Linked DNA regions of Oncorhynchus mykiss: region 1 is linked to region 2. The links are chromatin contacts, called in public Hi-C maps. All regions are on one chromosome and are shown on one strand. Each heading gives the region's core, a stretch centred on a gene start, on an enhancer-like site or on the middle of the called end of the contact. The rest is flanking DNA. Distances are from core to core; before and after follow the strand shown. Region 1 overlaps LOC110501647 (F-box-like/WD repeat-containing protein TBL1X). Region 2 holds the start of LOC110501646 (anosmin-1).

Region 1 (5,503 bases), core at 1,235-3,734, 34 kb before region 2:
ATATTTCATTAAAGGTGGGATTTAATTTGTTTTAATTTACCAAGTACAATAGTGTATTGATTTTTGTATTTATTTTTGTATTGTTAACAATTTATGATTTTGATCAATTTACTTCACTGTACTTCACTATATTAGTGAAGGCAGTCTTATATAACCCCATGGATTTATATGGAGAGTGTGTGTTTGTTCTGACAGTGGTAGTCCAAGGTTGTATTCTCTAGGCACCAAACAATAGAAAACAGATTGAAACAGGGAGGAACTATGTGGACTTTTACAATAAAAAAACAAATTTTTGTGTTCTGTTGCAAAACATTTTGCTACGGTGTGCACTAATGAATGTGTCCCAAGGCAGCACTAGACAGCAGCCTGGACTGGAGCAGCTGGCCTCACCTCATTGATGCTGATCTCTGCCTCCACATACTGGAGGCCTTTCTGCAGGATGGAGATGAGGGCAGCAGGGGGCACTAGAGTTCCATTGATGTTGGACTGGCTGATGTGGCTCTCAATTCCAAAGGTGAACGCTGAGTGGGAGAAACCTGGAAACGAACACACAGAGAACATAGTCAGTACAATGACAACACCAGAGACCCTGCAACACAAACCTCTTACTCCTATACAAACATATCTACACTTTTTATGTCAATGTTATGCTATCAAAAAAATGCAAGTGAACGCAGACAGCGGAGCGAGTCAATTATCCGTACCAAGTATACTTTTTCAGTGCGATATATTTTGAAATGCCAGAGCTATCATGCGTTTCACCAATGACGGGCTTCAAAGAAAGCCCCAACAAAAGAGTAGGAACTCAATAATTCATTCAACCTGTGAAATACAGGTTAGCATGAATGGCATGAGAGACAGACACCGACATACAGGCAGACAGGCACAGACAGACAGTGTGTTCCAGGAAGTTTGGCAGTCATACATACCTGACTCCTGAAGATATCTGTAGACCAAGAAGTTAACTTCATCACTGGTTATACTCATCTTAGCCCACCTCGATGGAGGAGGTACTGTATCTTAGCCCACCTCGATGGAGGAGGTACTGTATCTTAGCCCACCTCGATGGAGGAGGTACTGTACGTAGTAAAGATGGACTCAGTCTAGGGAAGAGAGAGAGGAAGACATTGAGTTTTAGATTCATTACACAGCTAGCTACATAATTTCAGAAGACAACAAGCTTCCCAACGAGTGGGACAATGTAGGTTACCGTTTTTCTTGGTAGGTCCCCAATCATCATAACCAAATGACTTGACAGCTACCTTGTCATCACATACAGAGATAAAGCAAGAACATAAATGTGTCTCTGTCCATGGTTAGAAGCGCACACACAAAGGAAAACCCAACTAACTCCCTCCATTAGTGTGGGCCCCCATTTGCCCATTGGCTGCACTTTTCGACCCACTGAGAAAGGCAATGACCGGGTCACTTAGCCAGCGAATCCATCTCCACTGCACAGGCCAAGTATTCCCCCATCTCTCTATTGTGACATGACTGCGGCGTCCAATTCCATTAGTGACCTGGCCACTGATCTAGATGGATAGAAGCCTAATAAAGCATTACAGGGCATTGAATGCCTACTGCCGTTATCTAGTAAACTGTAGAGAGCTTAGCACATGGCGTAAGGATAATTACTGGTAAAGTTGGGGGACTTTCGCATCATTCTCTCTTTCTCAGATAACACTTTATTGGCGCCGACGTGAACAGTTCAACTTGGCATTCTTTCAAAACTACTGGGAGCTGAAGAAAAACAACATAAAAACAGAAGCCTTTAGAATCACAGCAATTGAGTTATTGTTCCCACTGATGAGCTAGCCTTCAGGCTAATGAGGGCTTCGCTACAATGGGATGATTCATCATTTTCCAACAATATATTAATGAATTGGCAGTACACATTATATTGTGCATAATAGGGAAGGAAATACGAAGGTGAGACTGGGACTTTACTTTTGTAATTGAGAGAGAAAATTCTGAAACTGAAGGTGCAACCAAGTAAACATTATTTTGTATCAAAGCCCATGTATAGTTAAGAGTAGAGCTGAATCTCAAACTGAAGGGAAAGCAGACAACAAATATTTGATATACCACACATAATGCAGTCAATACCATGTAGACAACCATACACTGTAAAATGCTTCCTATTCACATTGGTAGCGCCAATCATATTCAACATTTGACCAAAGATTGAAAAACTTGAACCTCTGTACCTCTTCAAAAACTGCCAGTTATCCATCATAAACACCCCCACTAAAACAGTTAAGACTTCCTCGGAGATTAACAATACATTTGAACTTGATCCTAAACCTATCATTCAGAATGCTGAATCATGGCCATTGTTATATTTTGTGCTTTCAGTCTGACTTGAGGGGTAGAACTGGACAAGAGGGACAAGCTTCCTTCCAGACCAGATACAGAGTAGAGCCAGTCAGTAAGAAATGCAGGCCTCTCTAACCTCCATACCACACCACTCACAGAGCTCAACTCACTCCCAAGAGTCACCCTTTGGTAGCATAGCAACCAGCAGGAACCAGTTGCAAAATACACAGAGAATACTGTTACAAGTGGGCCCTGTGCCAGCTGGGTCGAAAATGTTACCCAACATGAATAACACACGTCTTTCACCTTGGGATATTATTTCACATGGACTCTCTGGCTTTATTGCACCGCACAGCAGACATGCAGCGCTCAAATGAAATAACCCCCGATATTGGCTAAGTGTGAATGTTCACATTAATTTTCCTCCAAAAAAAAGAGATGGTGCTATGATTTGGAGCTGGTGTGAGAATCAATCTCACACTGAGACACATTCCCCTTATGGCGTTCCATGAATACATAATCATACCACATGTTATTGAATGAGAACCATTGCTTGATTTAGAGTATCATAAAACCCAAAATGCAATACATTTAAACATGATCAATAACGTATTATACATTTTAAAAAGTACAACATAAACACCAAAGCTGGAACAAGTCCCATTTTCCCTAGCATTCTAGCTAAGCCAAGCCTTTGTGTGATAGTCTGGGTGGCCTGCAGAGCTCAATGCCAACCCACTAAACTGCTTCTCTTTGGGCTAATTAGATAACAAGCAGGGTCTGGCTAGAAGGGAAGGCATATCTGTATCAAAGCTGTGAGACGCTGCTCCCATGGCCGCCACCCCCACAACAACTGGAAACATAATTATACTGAACAAAATATAAAACACAACATGCAACAATTTCTAAATGTTTACTGAGTTACAGTTCATCTAAATAAATCCGTCAAGTTAAATAAATTAATCAGGCCCTAATCTATGGATTTCACATGACTGGGCAGGGACGCAGCCATGGGTGGGCCTAGGAGGGCGGGCATAGGACCACCCACTGGGGAGCCAGGCCCAGCCAATCAGAATGAGTTTTTCCCCAGAAAAGGGCTTTATTACAGACAGAAATACTTCTCAGCATCCCCCATCCCCCTCCTCAGACAATCCCGAAGTTGAAAAAGCCGGATGTGAAGGTCCTGGGCTGGTGTCGTTACTCGCGGTCTGCGATTGTGAGACCAGTTGGATGTACTGCCAAATTCTCTAAAACAACGTTGGAGGTGGCTTATGGTAGAGAAATTAACATAAAATTATGTTGGGACAGTCCTGCAGTCAACATGCCAATTGCATGCCCCCTCAAAACTTGAGACATCTGCACATTTTAGTGTCCTTTTATTGTCCTCAGCACACGGTGATTAGTGATTAATCGGAATGGCCGATTAATTAGGGCCGATTTCAAGGTTTCATAACAATCGGAAAACTGTATTTTTGGGCGCCGATTATTATTATTTTTATTTATACCTTTATTTAACTAGGCAAGTCAGTTAAGAACACATTCTTATTTTCAATGACGGCCTAGGAACGGTGGGTTAACTGCCTCGTTCAGGGGCGGAACGACAGAGTTTCACATTGGCAGCTCGGGGGATCCAATCTTGCAACCTTACAGTTAACTAGTCCAACGCAATAACGACCTGCCTCTCTCTCGTTGCACTCCACAAGGAGACTGCCTGTTACGCGAATGCAGTAAGCCAAGGTAAGGTGCTAGCTAGCATTAAACTCATCATAATCACTAGTTAACTACACATGGTTGATGATATTACTAGATATTATCTAGCATGTCCTGCGTTGCATATAATCTGACTGAGCATACAAGCATCTAAGTATCTGACTGGGCGGTGGTAGGCAGAAGCAGGCGCGTAAACATTCATTCAAACAGCACTTTCGTGTGTTTTGCCAGCAGCTCTTTGTTGTGCGTCAAGCATAAATGGATTTTATTGATGTATTATATTAAGTTAGAATAAGTGTTCATCCAGTATTGTTGTAATTGTCATTATTACAAAAACATTTTTTTTTTTAATCGGCCGATTAATCGGTATCGGCTTTTTTGGTCTTGCAATAATCGGTATCGGTGTTAAAATCATAATCGGTCGACCTCTAATCTGTACTATACAGAAATGCATAATTATTCTCTTCATGTGGATGTGTCCTTAATAGGTACACAAAGGTAGAAGATTTTAATATCCTCCTTTGCATTTTTAGGTATAATTCTACACTCTGGCTATTATTATTAGGATACCTGGGGTGGCAGGTAGCCTAGTGGTTGGGCCATTAACCGAAAGGTTGCTGGTTCAAATCCCCGAGCCGACAAGGTAAAAATGTATCATTCTGCCTCTGAACAAGGCAGTTAACACACTGTTCCCCGGTAGGCCATCGTTGTAAATAAGAATTTGTTCTTTACTTACTTGCCTAGTCAAATAAAGGTTCAATTTAAAAACAAGAGCAATTTAGTTGGTCCGGTCCATCTATGTTTCACAAGTTTGGACATCACAGCACAGCATGTATAACATACGTACAGTATATAACAAACGTACAGTACAATATAGTAAATTATACTGATAGATGTCTTCTAAGACCCCTTTAACCATATGTGACCCGAAATCAAAGCCTTTGCTTGTTTCTAATTTGTAGGATGGAACATGGTTGAAAAATGTATATATGCCTTAATTTCTCAAATATAGACTCTTAGTTTTCATTTTACTCCAAATTTGATGTGCTCCTATGAACTTCACATTAGTGATCATAGGGCTTTTTACATTGGAATTCCCATACGCTTCAGGGCTCTAATACCACATGTAGGATAAGGATTACATTTATCAGCTCATCATAGAACCCTACATCCCACCAATTAAGATTGCTTTCCAATGTTCTCTAAAGAGATTGCATGAGACTGAGTTTATTCCCTCAGGGTGAAAGGACATTAAAAGAGAAGTTCACTTTTTTACAACCAAATCTGTAGTTTACATGTAACCTACATGTAAGAGAAGTGTCCAGACACTTTGTGGGGATTTCACTTGTTTTTGAGAAACTTACCCCAACCAGCAATTGACTTCCTCTTCATTATTCTGCAGTGTGGGGGCTAAAATAACAAATCAACAAAAGCAACAAAAAACAAACAAGCGTTTTGAAAAACAGACACGCACTAA
Region 2 (5,527 bases), core at 1,236-3,735:
ACACTCAATCATCTCCAAGATACTAGAAAATTAGGGTACTTCACATCAATTCTCAGTGTTTGGTTTATCATTGATATTTTGTTTATGTTAAGGCACCATTTTGTGTATGGGTCTACAGCTTGAGGTCAAAGGTTGAGGTCAGAACAGAGGTCATGGGGTGTGGTGGTTAGGGTCAGGCCATTCAGAGGTGATGCAGGGATTAGGGGATTTTAGAAAGGAAGTTCTGGTTAATGGGCTTCAGTTGACATTGTCCTGGAATATATTAACACACAAAGATTCTAACCAATGATTGCAATGATAGCATTATGCTCTCACCCATCTCCTTTTAGAGAAGAATGCCAACAGGGCAATCATACAAATTCTATATCCAACAATACAAAACAGTGTCTTTATACTTTCTAGGTAGTTACCCTATAGATGGCTCATTATAGAGAATTCAGACTTCTGAGCCAAGTACACACTGGTTTATTTATGTGTGTAAACATCAGTTGCCAGTAGAGACCCCCACAGTAATTAATGGAGCGAATTAACACAGTGACGTGGGTAGCTGAAAAATCAGGTTCCACCTCTGCCCAGACAAACACCTCCGCTCCTACTCTGGCTTTATGACCTGAGTTCAGTATTGGCAGATTTTTCCCAGTCAATGAAACACTGGAGTCGGTCAGAGGAGGGATGCATGCGTGTCCTACAGGCTGTAGGAGACATTAGGACCGCACACAGGCACCGTGTTTCCTTCACCACACACCATAAAACCCCTACCACACATGGCTGTAATAAGCCAGAAAATGAAGCCATTACACCATTTTTAAGGTACACAGACATCCGTGTTTAAATATTTTAAGAGTGGCAAGGGATCTCTCACCACAAGTTACATTGTACTCTGGGACCACCAGGGAAATGGACACCCATTCAAATAGGGGTTCTGCAGCCACGGGGATGTATTTACACACCATGCAGCAGCATCAGAAAGCCTTATCTCTTCTATAATCACAAATCATACCCTAGCAGACATGTATAGAGGGTTAATAACCTACAGGAGGCTATAGAATATGTAAATGATAAAAACTGCATTGTTATTGGAAACAGAAACTATTATTTTGGGGGTGATCCCTATCCTTGGCACTGGCAGCCTCATGCTTTCCAGGATGTATTTGTATGGCTGTATTAACAGACCCATTTCATTAGAGAGAGAGAGAGAGGGGTAAGGGCTGAAGTGCTTGGCACAGAGCATCGCTAGCCTAGGGCGAGCTGCATGGCTACCTGAGCCAAAATCTAATGATTGTGTTAGTCTCCGTTTGGATCCCATTCTGCAGACTGTTTAAGAGCAACACTTATAAAAGCTCATTACAATACTTCTGTAATGGTGTACGGCAAAGTACTCCATAAGCTGAGAACAGCAGAGAAAGAATGTCTAGTAGACCCCCTAGGGAACTTCCTTATTAAAGATGGATGTTGTTTTTCTTCTTCTTCAAAGATTTCAACCTTTTCCTACATGTCATATTTGCTCCATTCCCTGGGCTATGAAACAATGCCAAATTTTGGGAGACCATGTTGAGGAATTTGTTTTAGGGCGGTTTACATTTTTTCCAGGTAGAATAGTTTTTCCAAGCTACTGTTTAACGTTGAGGCACAGACTGGTGGAAAGGGATTCCCTGATATGTTGGCAGGCTTTCCAGGGGCCATATGTGGGGGCTTGGTTTAGACGACCTGTCTATTCTGTATTTCTGATGTATTGTGTCATCAGTAGGTGGCAGTAGGTCGAATACTTCCTGCAATCCGCTGCACACATGAAATGTGGAGCTTCCTGTAAATGGTGTTGCTTATGTATGAGCCATTTATGTTTTGGAGAGATTGTCTATAATTAAGATCTGCTGAACGTCTCATTGCACACACTAGGATAGAGGTTTTCCAAGTGGACCTGATAAACTAGGCTACCCTGTTTATCATGCAGTATTACAATGTCATGAGGTGGCAGGTAGCCTAGTGGTTAGAGTGTTGGGCCAGTCACCAAAAGGTTGCTAGCTTGAATCCCTGAGCTGACAAGATGAAAAATCTGTTGATCTGCCCTTGAACAAGGCACTTAACCCTAATTGCTCCAGGGTCACTGTCAATCACTCTTATAGAGTACCTGACTGTGAGGCCACTCTGTGAGAGTGTTTCAGGGGGAGTTGGGATACGCAAAAAAAACACATTTCCCATTTCACACCTGACAGGTTACCCACTGGTACATGCAGGTAGAGACAGTTCAAATAATCAATATATTTCCAATACATTTGAGGTGACATTGAATATAAATGTTATTCATAACAATTGTCTTAATTGATTTTCAGCACAAAATCATTCAACCATCTACTCAAATAGAATTCATATTTGAAAATGCTTGATAGTGAGTCCATAACCTCTACCTGCTGCAAGGCACTCGCAGTATTTGCCAATCACCACGGTATCCGCCAATCACAAAGCGCACGCGGTTCTGACTCCTCCCCAGTGTATAATTGAAGTTTCTTTAGTTTCTACAGCCGAGTCAACACGCAGTGTAGCCCGATCAGTGAACGCATAAAAAGCAGCACCCGTCGTCGAACAATGTTGCCCAGGAGCTTAACTGTATGTGTGACCCTGTGTCTATGGATTACAGTGTTGTCGACCCATGGAACCTTCGCTGCGAGGACCAGGCAGGATGACTCGTTCTTCACTACTAGCATTTACCGAGCAAGATGCGCCTCGAGATGTCTCAGCCTGCATATCACTCGCATCTCTGCTTTTTTCAAGCACTCCCAGGTAGGAGCGTGTTGCTCACAGTCTGTCCAACTTTTACGCTTCATGTGTCCCCCTCAAAATAAAAAAAGTGTGTGTGTGTGTGAGTGTGTGTGTGTGTGTGTGTGTGTGTGTGTGTGTGTGTGTGTGTGTGTGTGTGTGTGTGTGTGTGTGTGTGTGTGTGTGTGTGTGTGTGTGTGTGTGTGTGTGTGTGTGTGTGTGTGTGTGTGTGTGTGTGTGTCACCCCATATGGATGAGTTGATGAATAGGCTATTGGACATGAATGCGTCTGTCACATTACAAATGAAACAAGGCATAAATTAAGTGGTTCTGAAATGTAAACAAAATAGCCTACTGATAGTTTTGTTGGACTTCACTTGTCACACAGTGACTAAAACAGTGGCAGCTGATGACCCTATAGGACTTGGAGTCTATTGGTTTTGCTTTCCACAGCTGCAAATTTGATGCATATTGTGTACATACTGTATTGTGGGCACTTATTATTATTATTATTATTATTATAGTGGAAGGACATTATAGCCTTGCTGTTTTGTGCATGTGAAAACCTTTTTTGTCAAACTGGTTCATTAATTCTCCATAGTAAGAAATATGAGGGCTGCTTTTGATTTTGAGTCTTAAGAATGTTGTGCTTAGATGTTTGATCTGATTTGTTTATATCCCTCTATCAAAATGGGCCAGTTTTATTTTTCACCCCATATATTCAATTACCTCACAATTAGCACCCACAATAACCCAGAAAATGGGTCACAATATGATTATGCATACCGAAGATGACCACCAAGCATGTTTCGATGCTCTTCTAGAATTTGAGTTGGAAGAAGTGATTTGCTGTGGAATTAACCTTGTAATTGGGTGATTTGGTATGTGGTGTCAGAAGTTGTTTTTCACCCTCCACTAGACACATTGTTCTCTCCAAGGACACAGTAAAAAGATCATTTTCTTCCCCCAACTGTCTTTCACCTCCTATCTGCACTCAGTTTTTAGTTTTTACTTAAGAACATTTGCAGGATGAAGGCTGGGCTTATACTCTCTATTCTATTTAATTACTGATTGCTGTGTGTTTTGGAATCAATGTTGGGAGAGCTCGTCAACTGTTATTAACTATCATTGAGTGCTTTGTCTCCCTCTCCTGTCTTCTCTCTTTATATTAGTTGGTTTTATGTTAGGAAGCATTGATATATTTTATTTCAGATTCTTTATTATACCATTTAGTCTAGTGAAGTTCACCGAAATGAAATGAAGATAATTTCAACAACTTCTCAGCACTGCCCATGTTCTTAATATGGAGGCCTATAATCAATCACTATTTGACTGAAAAGTCTTAGAGATTGAGATGAAATGTATTAACTCCCCTGCAATTATAATGGGTTAATTGTCTGATAATTGACTGCTGAGCCCCAGAAGTTGTATTCAACCTCTGTTGTGTTCAGAGGGCAGGAAATTAGGAGGATGTGTTTATAAAAGAGAGGTGCATTTTTGCTCCGTGATAAGGGACTGGTTGAGCATGCTTGGAGCTCCAAGAATAGAAGCCAATTGTTGTTGATACGCTGAGTACTGTTAAATGTATTGTGTTCTCAGCAGGCTCTTTCATGTGGAAATGGGAGGTCTGGTCAGCTGGAAAAACATGCCTCCCCCTGCTCTAGCCCATGGCCCTAACCCTTGCCACCAAATGCCAGCATCACACCTCATAGCGGGGACACTGGCCCACTGATGCTATCCCCAGTGAGGTCACCTTCCTGCTAAACGCAGAGGCCCACTTTGGCTAAATGTGATAAGCTCTAATGTACTGTTGCCATAACACTGGAGCCTGCCCAGTCAGCGCTCAACGTGCTGCGACCTACAGGTGGATCTGCTTCCTCTGACAGATCTCATTACAGAGCAGGCCCAGCTAGGCGGGGGCTTGCCTCCAACCTCTACCATGATTGAGACTGCAGACCTCTTAATTCAACTCAGAAATCATTCATGCTTAGGATTAATGTAATACTTTATAAGGACTCCAAGACACACAACGTTTCCAGTTTCATGGAAATAGACCCTTTCAGCAATACGCCTATAGAAACGTTAAAAAAAAAAAAGTTTACTGACTTAATTTTATTTTAAAAATTCTACACAACCTACAACAAATTTTCGAAGTGAAAGAAAGTTTTTTGAAAATGTTACAAATTAAGAAACACCTCCCCTGAAATATCATAATTGGATAAGTCTCCACCCCCCTGAGTTAATGCTTGGTGGAAGCACCTTTGGTGGCCATTATAGCTGGGAATAATTTGTATCAATATTTTACCAACTTAGGGCATCATATATCCATCGTTTTTGTCAAAATTGCACAGACGCAGTAAATTTGTATGGGGATCATCGATGGACAGTGATATTTAAACCGTGTGTTTGATTATTTTTTCTTTTTTTTAAAGCAGATTTAAGTCCGACTGAGACTTGATCGGTCAGGAACATTCAACACCTCTTTGAAAGCAACTCTGGTGTATTTTGCATAAAAATGTGTTTAATCCTCCCCCATAAAAAATAAAACCCTATCTCAGAGTTAGGTTATGTAGATCTGTATGAAAAAATCAAATTGAATCCCTTATTAGAAAAAAATGAAGGAAGCATAATGTGAAAAAGTTTAAGGGGGTGTACGTTTTTTGTATTGTCCTTTGTAGAAGTTATACATACATTTTTTGCATATTGAAATAAAACATTTTAGCAGTTGAAGCTGTAAACTCCCACAAGTCCTCCTTTGAACTTGGCCGAATCA

What was found. A called contact is a pair of places that touch in the nucleus more often than the background predicts.
Region 1: a contact with region 2 is called in a Hi-C map of liver, with 2.4 times the contacts expected there. The contact joins the enhancer-like site here to the promoter of LOC110501646 in region 2. A contact is called at or near these places in 3 of 3 Hi-C or Micro-C datasets (blood and liver).

Annotation. Positions count from the first base shown.
Region 1 is chr22:26,477,737-26,483,239 of USDA_OmykA_1.1, reverse strand. LOC110501647 (F-box-like/WD repeat-containing protein TBL1X) reads right to left here. Exons shown (of 15, transcript XM_021579350.2): 2 at 930-1,103; 3 at 391-536. The coding sequence starts at 987. Among protein-coding and RNA genes, the nearest start is that of LOC110501647, 15 kb to the right of the region's middle. Within about 2 kb of position 2,484, at least 5 of the 11 cell types and tissues checked have an H3K27ac peak or open chromatin away from gene starts, as enhancers often do. A contact at or near this core is called in liver, where this site is marked.
Region 2 is chr22:26,444,178-26,449,704 of USDA_OmykA_1.1, reverse strand. LOC110501646 (anosmin-1) reads left to right here and starts at 2,485. Exons shown (of 14, transcript XM_021579348.2): 1 at 2,485-2,778. The coding sequence starts at 2,584.